Linked DNA regions of Mus musculus: all the other regions are linked to region 1. The links are chromatin contacts, called in public HiChIP or PLAC-seq maps. All regions are on one chromosome and are shown on one strand. Each heading gives the region's core, a stretch centred on a gene start, on an enhancer-like site or on the middle of the called end of the contact. The rest is flanking DNA. Distances are from core to core; before and after follow the strand shown.

Region 1 (2,700 bases), core at 91-2,590:
GCTACACGCTCCGCGCAAAGGCCCCAGGGCCTGGCCAAGCGGGAGGCGCGGGGACCGGGCGGGAGGAGCTCACAAGACTCCGCGGCTTCCCGGAGCCAGCAGGCCGCGCGCGGCTCTCCGCGGCCTTCCCGCGGGCCTGCTCCTCACGTCAGCCGGAGGTACAAGGTGCTGGACAGAGGAAACGCGCCCACCCCTCAGGCCTCACCGGCCTGGGGCCGTGCCTGACGCCACCGGCAGCCGCCGCCCGCCCGCCCGGGAGCCCGGGGCCCCGGCAGCCACCACAGCTCAGGCCGCGCTGCCGCCGCCGCGGATGCCTCCGCCCTCCCCGCCGCCCAGCCGCCCCGCCGCCGCCGAGCTTTCCCCACCATTATGCTGCGCTCCGTCGCCGCCGCCGCTGCCGCCGCCGCGCCCGGCCCTCCCTCCGGAGCCGCCTCCTTCCCGCCGCCCGGCGCCTCTCGGGCCTCAGCCGGCGACGGGCGCGGGGGGCGGGGGGGACGCAGGCCGCCGCCTCCTCCTCCCCGCCATCTCCTCCCTCCTCCCCGGCTCCCCCCGCTGGCTCAGCGCGGAGGGCTCGGGGCTCGAGGGGCGCCATGTTGGCGGCGGCTTCCACCACAGAAAAAAAAAAAAAAAAATGCCTCGGCGCGCGCCGGGGCGAAACCGGGCGAGGCGGCCGGGGCGTCGCGCGCCGGCTGGAGGCCTGGCCCGCCGCGCGCTCTCGCTCGCTCGTTCGTTCGCTCGCTCACTCACCGCGTCTCCTCAGCCCGACGGCGGCGCGGGGCCTGCGGGGCTGCAGAGGACGCCTGGGGGGCAAAGTTGGCATCCCCCAACCAAGAGGCGGTTCACACGGTGCGGGCGCGGCGGCCGGCCCGGCTCGCGGCCTCCTCGGAGTTCATTGTGTGCGCTTGAGTGTTTCCCCGCGCGGGGCCGGGCCGGGCGAGCGCGGGGCCGGGCCGGGCGAGCGCGGGGCCTGGGCCGAGCTGCGCACGGGGGGCTCTAGCGGCCGGCGCGGGACTTGCGCGGCCCGCGCTGTCTCCCCGCCCCGAGGCCGGGGGAGCCCGCCGCACCCGCTCCTACCTTCCCTCGACCTGTCTCCGGCGCCTCGCTGAGAAATCGGTTTCAGCATATTCTAAGGGGGTCCACACACGAACTCCATGTCAACACACACGTGCGAGCTACGTACGTGCAGGCGCGCTGGAGGCGAGCACCGAGACACGAGGGTAGCATTGTTAGGATCCGGCCAAGCCCGGTGGGCTGCGTTGCAGCTTGCGGTGTGGACCCGCTCGGCACTTTGCTTGGCTCCTAATGGCTCCGTGTTGGACAAGCACTCGCCCGTGTACTACTGACCCGAGTGGGTAAGACGGTATCCCTCGCTTTCCAATCCTGTGCTCAAAAAAAAAAAAAAAGTTGCAAAGACACCCGAGTTCCCCGTCTCAAATATGCACAAGTGGGACGTTTAGAAAGAATGGACCACCCATTATCACTCTGGTTAGAACATTACAAATTGCTGTGAGGAGTAGGTTATCTTTTCTAGTGAGCAATTCTAGATCTAATCAGAGGAGAGCCCTTAAGCTATATGGCTTTAAAAGTCTTGGGGGAAAAGTCAAAGCATATACAGATGTCATACGTTGTCCTAACAACCTTTGCCTGCTAGGAGTTTAAAAGGGGAAACCCATTAGCTAAGATTGCCTGTCCCTATTCTCATTGGATAGATGTACCTGAAAAATCACTGGCGACGCCCCTAGAAATCTAGGGTTCTTATACAAATTATCCATCTGTTTACAGTGCTGATCTCTAAGTTAGAACTTACTTAGAGTAGCATTGAGTTGGCTTTTTGAAGTACACCAGTCAAACGGTCTTTCAAACTGTTAACAGTTCTGCCACTGATACCAGCATCGCAGAGAGAAGTGTTTGCTCTTTTGATGTTTGTTTCTGGCTTCCCCCCGCCCCCACTTCTAAGATCATGAAGTATTTATAATTCATTTAAATAATAAAATATGGCATGGCTGGACAGCAAGATTGCTCAGCAAATAAAGCCACTCACCACCAAGCCTGAAAGTCTGAGTTCAAGCCCCAGGACCCACCTGTGTGATGGAATGAAAGAACCAGTTTATTTCAGAAGTCGCCCTTAAACTAGATGGGTGGACTAAAGGATGCCAGGGGAAATCATGCCGTATTGGATTGGACTGCTGGACTGGAAATCACTTCTTTAAGTGAATCACCTCTTTTTTAAAAAAAGGTCTTCTTTCAGCTGTAGAGGAATGCCTACTTCTATATTTCTATGTAGTTTGCAGAAGCTACTCAAGTATGAAAATTTTTCTGTGTGGGGGGGAGGGAAAGAGGGAGGGACACACACACTCACAGAGAGAGAGAGAGAGAGAGAGAGAGAAGGGGGGAGGGAGAGAGGGAGAGAGAAATACAGTTTAGGAAAACAAAGTGACTCCCCCCAGTTATACAGAATAGAAATAGCTTCTATTTTTACATATAACTCTCTTAGATAGCCTATCTATAAGATTTCCTATTTCTTTGCTATAGTTTCCCAGCCCAACAGCTTTATTAACTGCATTTGTCTGTCAACTGGGTGAGTATATGAGGGTGGGTCAGAAGGCCAGTGGCTGGAGGTTGGACGGAGGTTTGGAAGACCAAAGTAATGTAGTTGTTTCTGTGCAACCTGTGACATACTCTGGATTTATGTACTGGGTT
Region 2 (2,700 bases), core at 24-2,523, 39 kb before region 1:
AAATTAACCATGAAAAAGGACAATTTAAACATTCCTTGTCAAAAATGCTGGTAGCTTTGAGTGCTTTCCATCTGGGTATCTCTGCATAACATTTCCCAGCTGAGCATCCCTGATGCTTCACATCTGAAATGCAAACCTGTTGAGTACCATTTTGAGGCTTGAGACCAAAGATTATCTTGATTTTCATTTTCAGACTAGGGATGCTCCAGGATGTTTGACCTAGAACGAGCCATGGAGAACAAGGTGCCAGCTGCCTTATAGTGGTAAGGAGGGCAGGGAATGTTGCCTAGTCACAAAACTTCCTATTCTCTACTGAGATACTGAGTGCAAAGGGTGTTGGCTTTCTAAAGGAAGGTGATGACTTTCTCAATAAAAAAAGATAACTAGTTAACAACAAAGGTGGTAGGAGAATTTGCCTGGTTTATCGAAGATCTCAGGTTTTCAGTTGCTAAAGATAAATCAATGAGTAAAAAGTGTCTATATACCCTCAGTATTTAGCAAAGGCCACTGACTACTGTTGAGTATGTTGGTCATTAGCTCTGGGTATGGAATTAACCCAAGCCAAGAGAAGAGTCCCTTACCCATGGAGATGGCACAGCAGTGAGGAAGGCTGCATTGCTGATAACCATCAACCAACCCATAATATGAGCTGCCACAGGTCTCAAATATATTATATCCTAACTGCAGTCTCCCTTCCTTCCCTTCCCTCCCATTCCTCACACCCCACTCCCTCCCTCCCCATCCTCTCCTCTTCTGGTTCCCTTCAGAAAAGGCTAGGTCTCCAGTGATATCACCAAATACAGCATATCAAGTTGCAATAAGATTAGGCACTTTCCCCTATATTAATGCTGGACAAGGCAACCCAGAGGAGGAGAACAAGGGCCTAAAAAAGCAAGCAAAAGCATCAGTCATAGACCCTGCTCCTCTGTTAGGAGTCTCACAAAAATTCCAAACTATGTAACTATACTGTGTATACAGAAGGCCTAGGTGAGACACAGGCATACAGTTGGTTCAGTCTTGGTGAGCCCCTGTGGGCTAAGGTTAATTGATTCTGTGGGTTTTGTTGTGGTATCCTTGACTCATCTGCCTCCCACAATCTTTCCTCCCCTCTTTAGCAGTTTTACAGTTTTGGTTTTTTTCTTTCCTTTTCCTTTTTCTTTTTTTTTTAAACAAGAGTTTTGTTTAATTTTTTTGTTTGCTTTTTACAGTTGAGTCTAGATTCTAAAGAAGGGAAACAGTACAGAGAAAAAGAAAACTAGATAGATCCTAAGGAGCCACAGAGAACAGATGGACTAAAGACTGAACTGTGAGAGATACAGCTGTTGTGGTAGGAAAGCAAACTGTAGAGAGTATTCTTGTTGATGTCTTGAGAAAAAGAAATTATAAACAGAAGAGCTGACTTAATGGTTAGAAGCATGTAATGTTCTTCCGAGGACCTGAGCTCAAATGCCAGCACCCACACTAGTGCACACCAACTGCCTGGACTCCAGGTCCAAGGGATCTGACGCCCTCCTCTGGCCTCTGTAGACATCTTCTCCACTTGTGAACAAACCCATGCATATACTCATAATTACAAATAAATCTTTTGTAAGACAGGAAAAGGAAGTATTTTCTTATTTATTTATTTCTTATTTGTTTGTTTGTTTGTTTGAGACAGGATCTCACTCTTTGGCCTAGGCTGACATCAAACTCAAGGCAATCCATCTGCCTCCGTCTCTCGAATACTGACATTATAGTGCTGAATTGTCATTCTTGGTGAATAAAAGAAATTCTTAAAATATTTCAAGAGCATAAACTATCAAGGAAAAGATTGGATGCAATGACACTAATAAAGGCTACAAGGGGCAGCTTGGTTGTGTTGTACACATCTTCCGTTCTAGAGCTTAGGAGGCAGAAGCGTGTGAATCTCTGTAGGTGGGAAGCCATCTGGGGAAAAAGCTGAACAAATGATAGAAGGAAATAAAAACTAGAAAAGGCCATCTACACAGTGGAGACATTGGCAACACCAATGGAGAGAGCACCCAGACTTCTGGTTTGAGCCTAACAGCTGGCACAGTGTTACACAATGTTTCTTGATCCTAAGCCTCACTGTATTCACCAGCAGTCATGGTGTGTGTGTGTGTGTGTGTGTGTGTGTGTGTGTGAGAGAGAGAGAGAGAGAGAGAGAGAGACACCAACCCCAGAGTTGTGAAAATTAAATTCCAGCAAATGATGTCCATTACAACAGCCCTCCTGGAAATTACTTCCTCAGTTAATGCAACTAAACAGCTGTTAGTATTCTGTGAGTGCACATGCATGTGTGTATGCACATGTATGTGCATGTGCCCGTGCGATGCTGGAGATAGAACCCAGGGCTTCTTCATTCTAGGCAACCACTCGATCACTGAGCTCCAGTCCCAGTCCAAATATTCATTATTACTACTGTCCCAACTGCTGTACTCCCTACTGACGTCGGTAAGTGTGCGTGACATAATCTAGTTTAAGATATTCATAGTCAGCAAATACTTGTAAAAGCTTCTACAAAACTTTAAGAAATGATAAAAAAAGAACATAAGCACATGACTATGAAAGTAGAGAGAAGGGTCAGGGTTGGCAAACCCCAAACCAGGATCTTGAAGCCTGTGTGTGGTGGATTTTAAAAGGATGCATCTGATGACTTTGATCATGAATGGGGAAAAATACAAAATACAGAATCTGTGA
Region 3 (2,700 bases), core at 53-2,552, 52 kb after region 1:
TGTGTGGTAATCCACTGGAGCACGGTCCTCTTACTTACCAGGGGCCATATCCTTAAAGAAAAGGGACCCTTTCCCCTAGAGCCCATCAGCTATCAATAGCTCTCCAGTTATGGTGAGGATTCCTGAGCAGCCCCATTCTGTGCTCGATTGCTGAGTATCTTGATCATTTGTAGGTCTCGTACAAACAACCACTGCTGCTGTAAATTTTGTAGAATGGTCCTGTTGTGTCCAGGACACACTCTGGCCTCACTTGGGTCCTCTCTGACCTGTGGCTACAAACTTTCCACTTCCTCTAACAGCCTCTGAGCCTTGGAGAAGGGAGTGATAAGGGGGTTCTGTTTGTGGCAGGACAATCAATCGGCTCTGATTCTCCCTGCACTTTGACCCAGTCTCTGTCCCTGGTTCCATCCCCAGTGCTACATAAATTGGGTATAGTTATACACATCCGAAATCTCAGAATTTAGAAGTTTGACACAGGAGGATCTAAGATCAAGGTCATCCTTGGCTACTTAGCAACGTCAAGGCCAGCCTCGGCTCAATGAGGCTATCTCAAAACAAAACAATAGAAAAACAAAAATGTGTTTTATTAGCTAGAGTCCTCGGATTATCATAAGTATAGATTTTTAAAATAGTAAAGTAAGAACCATGCAGTCTCTTGGGAAGCATCATATTTAGCAGTAGTAATAAAAGTCTCCAAAATTGGTTTAAAATTCTATCATTTGACCAATGGAAGGGTAGGAGGGAATTGGGTCACTGAGAAAGTCTGCAAGGGAGTCAGACAGCAATGGTAGCTGGATGAAGGATAAGTAGTTTAATAAACAGTTAGGAGTGCAGTACCTGGCTTGTTTAATTCAATGAGGAGACGGGGTTCCTCTGCATAGCCCTGGTTGTCTTGGAACTCACTTTGTTAACCAGGCTGGCCTCAAAAATCAGAGGACTCCACCTGCCTCTGCCTCCCACATGTTGGGATTTCAGGTGTGTGCCATTAGGCCTGTCTTGCTCATCTTTCTTAGGAGCTCAGTGATCTGCTCTGCAGCCTGAGTTCCCGCTGTTTTAGATTTCTATTCAGTGAAGGGCTTTCAGAGACAGATAATAGACTCTTGGCGCCCTCTCTGTGGGTGCACAGACAGGATTAATGATGCAATGTTGGCAGAATGCTGTTTACAGGTGGGGGGTGGGCAGAGCATGGCAACCTCTCCTCCTGCCCAGTTTCTTGGGGGAAACTGAAAAGCTACTAATCCATCCTGACTGATGATGGGGGGCGTGGTGTCAAATCCCAGCACTTGAGAGGCAGAGACAGAAGGGTCAAGAGTTCAAGGTCATCCTCAGCTACATCATGAGCTTCAAGTTACCTGGGCTACTTAAAACTCTGTCTTAAAAACCATAATGGGGGATGGAAAGATGCCTTAGTGGTTAAGAGCACTAGTTGTTCTTATAGAGGGCCTGGGCTCAGTACCCAGCACCCACATGGCAGTTTTACAACTCCAGTTCCAGGGGATCTGACATCCTTTTCTGACTTTGTAGGCACAACACACACATACATGGTACACAGGCATGTGTGCAAGATAAAGCAACCATACACATAAAACAAGTAAAAAATTTAAAAAAATAAATCCACCTTTCTGTTAAATCCATCTATGGATGAGTTCAAAAGCAGGATAATAAGTGGCCATTTTATATTTTAGTGAGAATGTTATAAATGTACTATTAACATAAGGTGATCAGGCACAAGAGAGACATTATGGAAATCCTATTAACTCCATGTAGTTTTACAATACCATAGAAGATTGCATTTTTCCACCATGGAAAAATATATTTCTATCATCCAAACTTTCCCTCAGGCTACCTGTAGCATTTAGCTGTTTCCACAGTGGCCTGGAACTTTATCCTGATGCTATGACTTAGATTTCCCAAGCAGGGGGAATTTTAGTATCTTTCAGGCTTGATTTTAACTGGTACTAAATCAGCTATTTTAGGACTATGGCAATTTTATTTCTGGAATTATATAAAATTACTGGGAAACTATAGTGCCGGCCTGACAGTCCTCTAATGCCATGAGTTTAAAACCAGCATAGGCACCAAAGCAAGGCCCTGAGGAGACTGCTGCCTACAGTCTGAAAAGAAGCCGCAGGATACAAAAATCATTATGTGAAGCCAACTGCATTGTATACACAAATCATGGCCTAACTGAAAAAAAAATCGAGAAAACGATTAATTCACGGTAGCTTCTACTTAAAATACAATAACTAGGAGTCAGTTTAGTGAAGGAGCCAAAGATCCACGCATTGAAAATTGTAAGACTCTAATGAAAGGTATTAAATGAGACACAATTAAATGGGAAAATGGTGTGTGCTCATGAGTCAGAAGAGCCAATGTCGTCCAATTGTGTATCTGAGGAGAACATGGCCCGTGGGACTGCAAGGTGCTCAGCCATTAGAACACCCTCGCAAGAATTGTCTTCTGAATATATACTCAAGTCTATCTGCACACAAACATCCCTTCTAATACTATAAAGTTAGATATCTCACCATGCAGGGAGCAGTTGTTGGGCAGAAAATGCTTCTGCAGGGTTCAACGGGGAAGTCCTTTTGGTAAAGACCCTTAGAAAGCTTGCAGGTTCATCCAATGTCCATTGGGAAGCCTTTCAGATGTGGCAAGCTAGAAGGATGGCACTAACGAATTTGAGGAAGTCCTAGAGAG

Evidence for each region. HiChIP or PLAC-seq counts read pairs in DNA pulled down with a chosen protein or histone mark.
Region 2: a BATF HiChIP or PLAC-seq map of CD8 T cells shows a contact between it and region 1, with 8 read pairs. The contact joins the enhancer-like site here to the promoter of Zmynd11 in region 1. A contact is called at or near these places in 1 of 39 promoter capture datasets (macrophages), 3 of 484 Hi-C or Micro-C datasets (the G1E-ER4 cell line and cortical neurons), 6 of 115 datasets of contacts at active chromatin or transcription factors (CD8 T cells, the SCID.adh cell line, double positive thymocytes and 2 more) and 4 of 9 other capture datasets (adipose tissue, liver, macrophages and 1 more).
Region 3: an H3K27ac HiChIP or PLAC-seq map of embryonic stem cells shows a contact between it and region 1, with 7 read pairs. The contact joins the enhancer-like site here to the promoter of Zmynd11 in region 1. A contact is called at or near these places in 1 of 15 datasets of contacts at CTCF or cohesin (pro-B cells), 2 of 484 Hi-C or Micro-C datasets (brain and cortical neurons), 3 of 115 datasets of contacts at active chromatin or transcription factors (CD8 T cells and embryonic stem cells) and 2 of 9 other capture datasets (adipose tissue and pancreatic islet).

The regions. Positions count from the first base shown.
Region 1 is chr13:9,763,981-9,766,680 of GRCm38.p6, forward strand. Zmynd11 (zinc finger, MYND domain containing 11) reads right to left here and starts at 1,341. Exons shown (of 15, transcript NM_001199141.2): 1 at 1,075-1,341.
Region 2 is chr13:9,725,153-9,727,852 of GRCm38.p6, forward strand. All of the region lies in intron 2 of Zmynd11 (zinc finger, MYND domain containing 11), which reads right to left. Among named protein-coding and RNA genes, the nearest start is that of Zmynd11, 39 kb to the right of the region's middle. Within about 2 kb of position 1,274, at least 1 of the 459 cell types and tissues checked has an H3K27ac peak or open chromatin away from gene starts, as enhancers often do. A contact at or near this core is called in CD8 T cells, where this site is marked.
Region 3 is chr13:9,816,284-9,818,983 of GRCm38.p6, forward strand. No RefSeq gene overlaps it. Among named protein-coding and RNA genes, the nearest start is that of Gm40665, 21 kb to the left of the region's middle. Within about 2 kb of position 1,303, at least 1 of the 459 cell types and tissues checked has an H3K27ac peak or open chromatin away from gene starts, as enhancers often do. A contact at or near this core is called in embryonic stem cells, where this site is marked.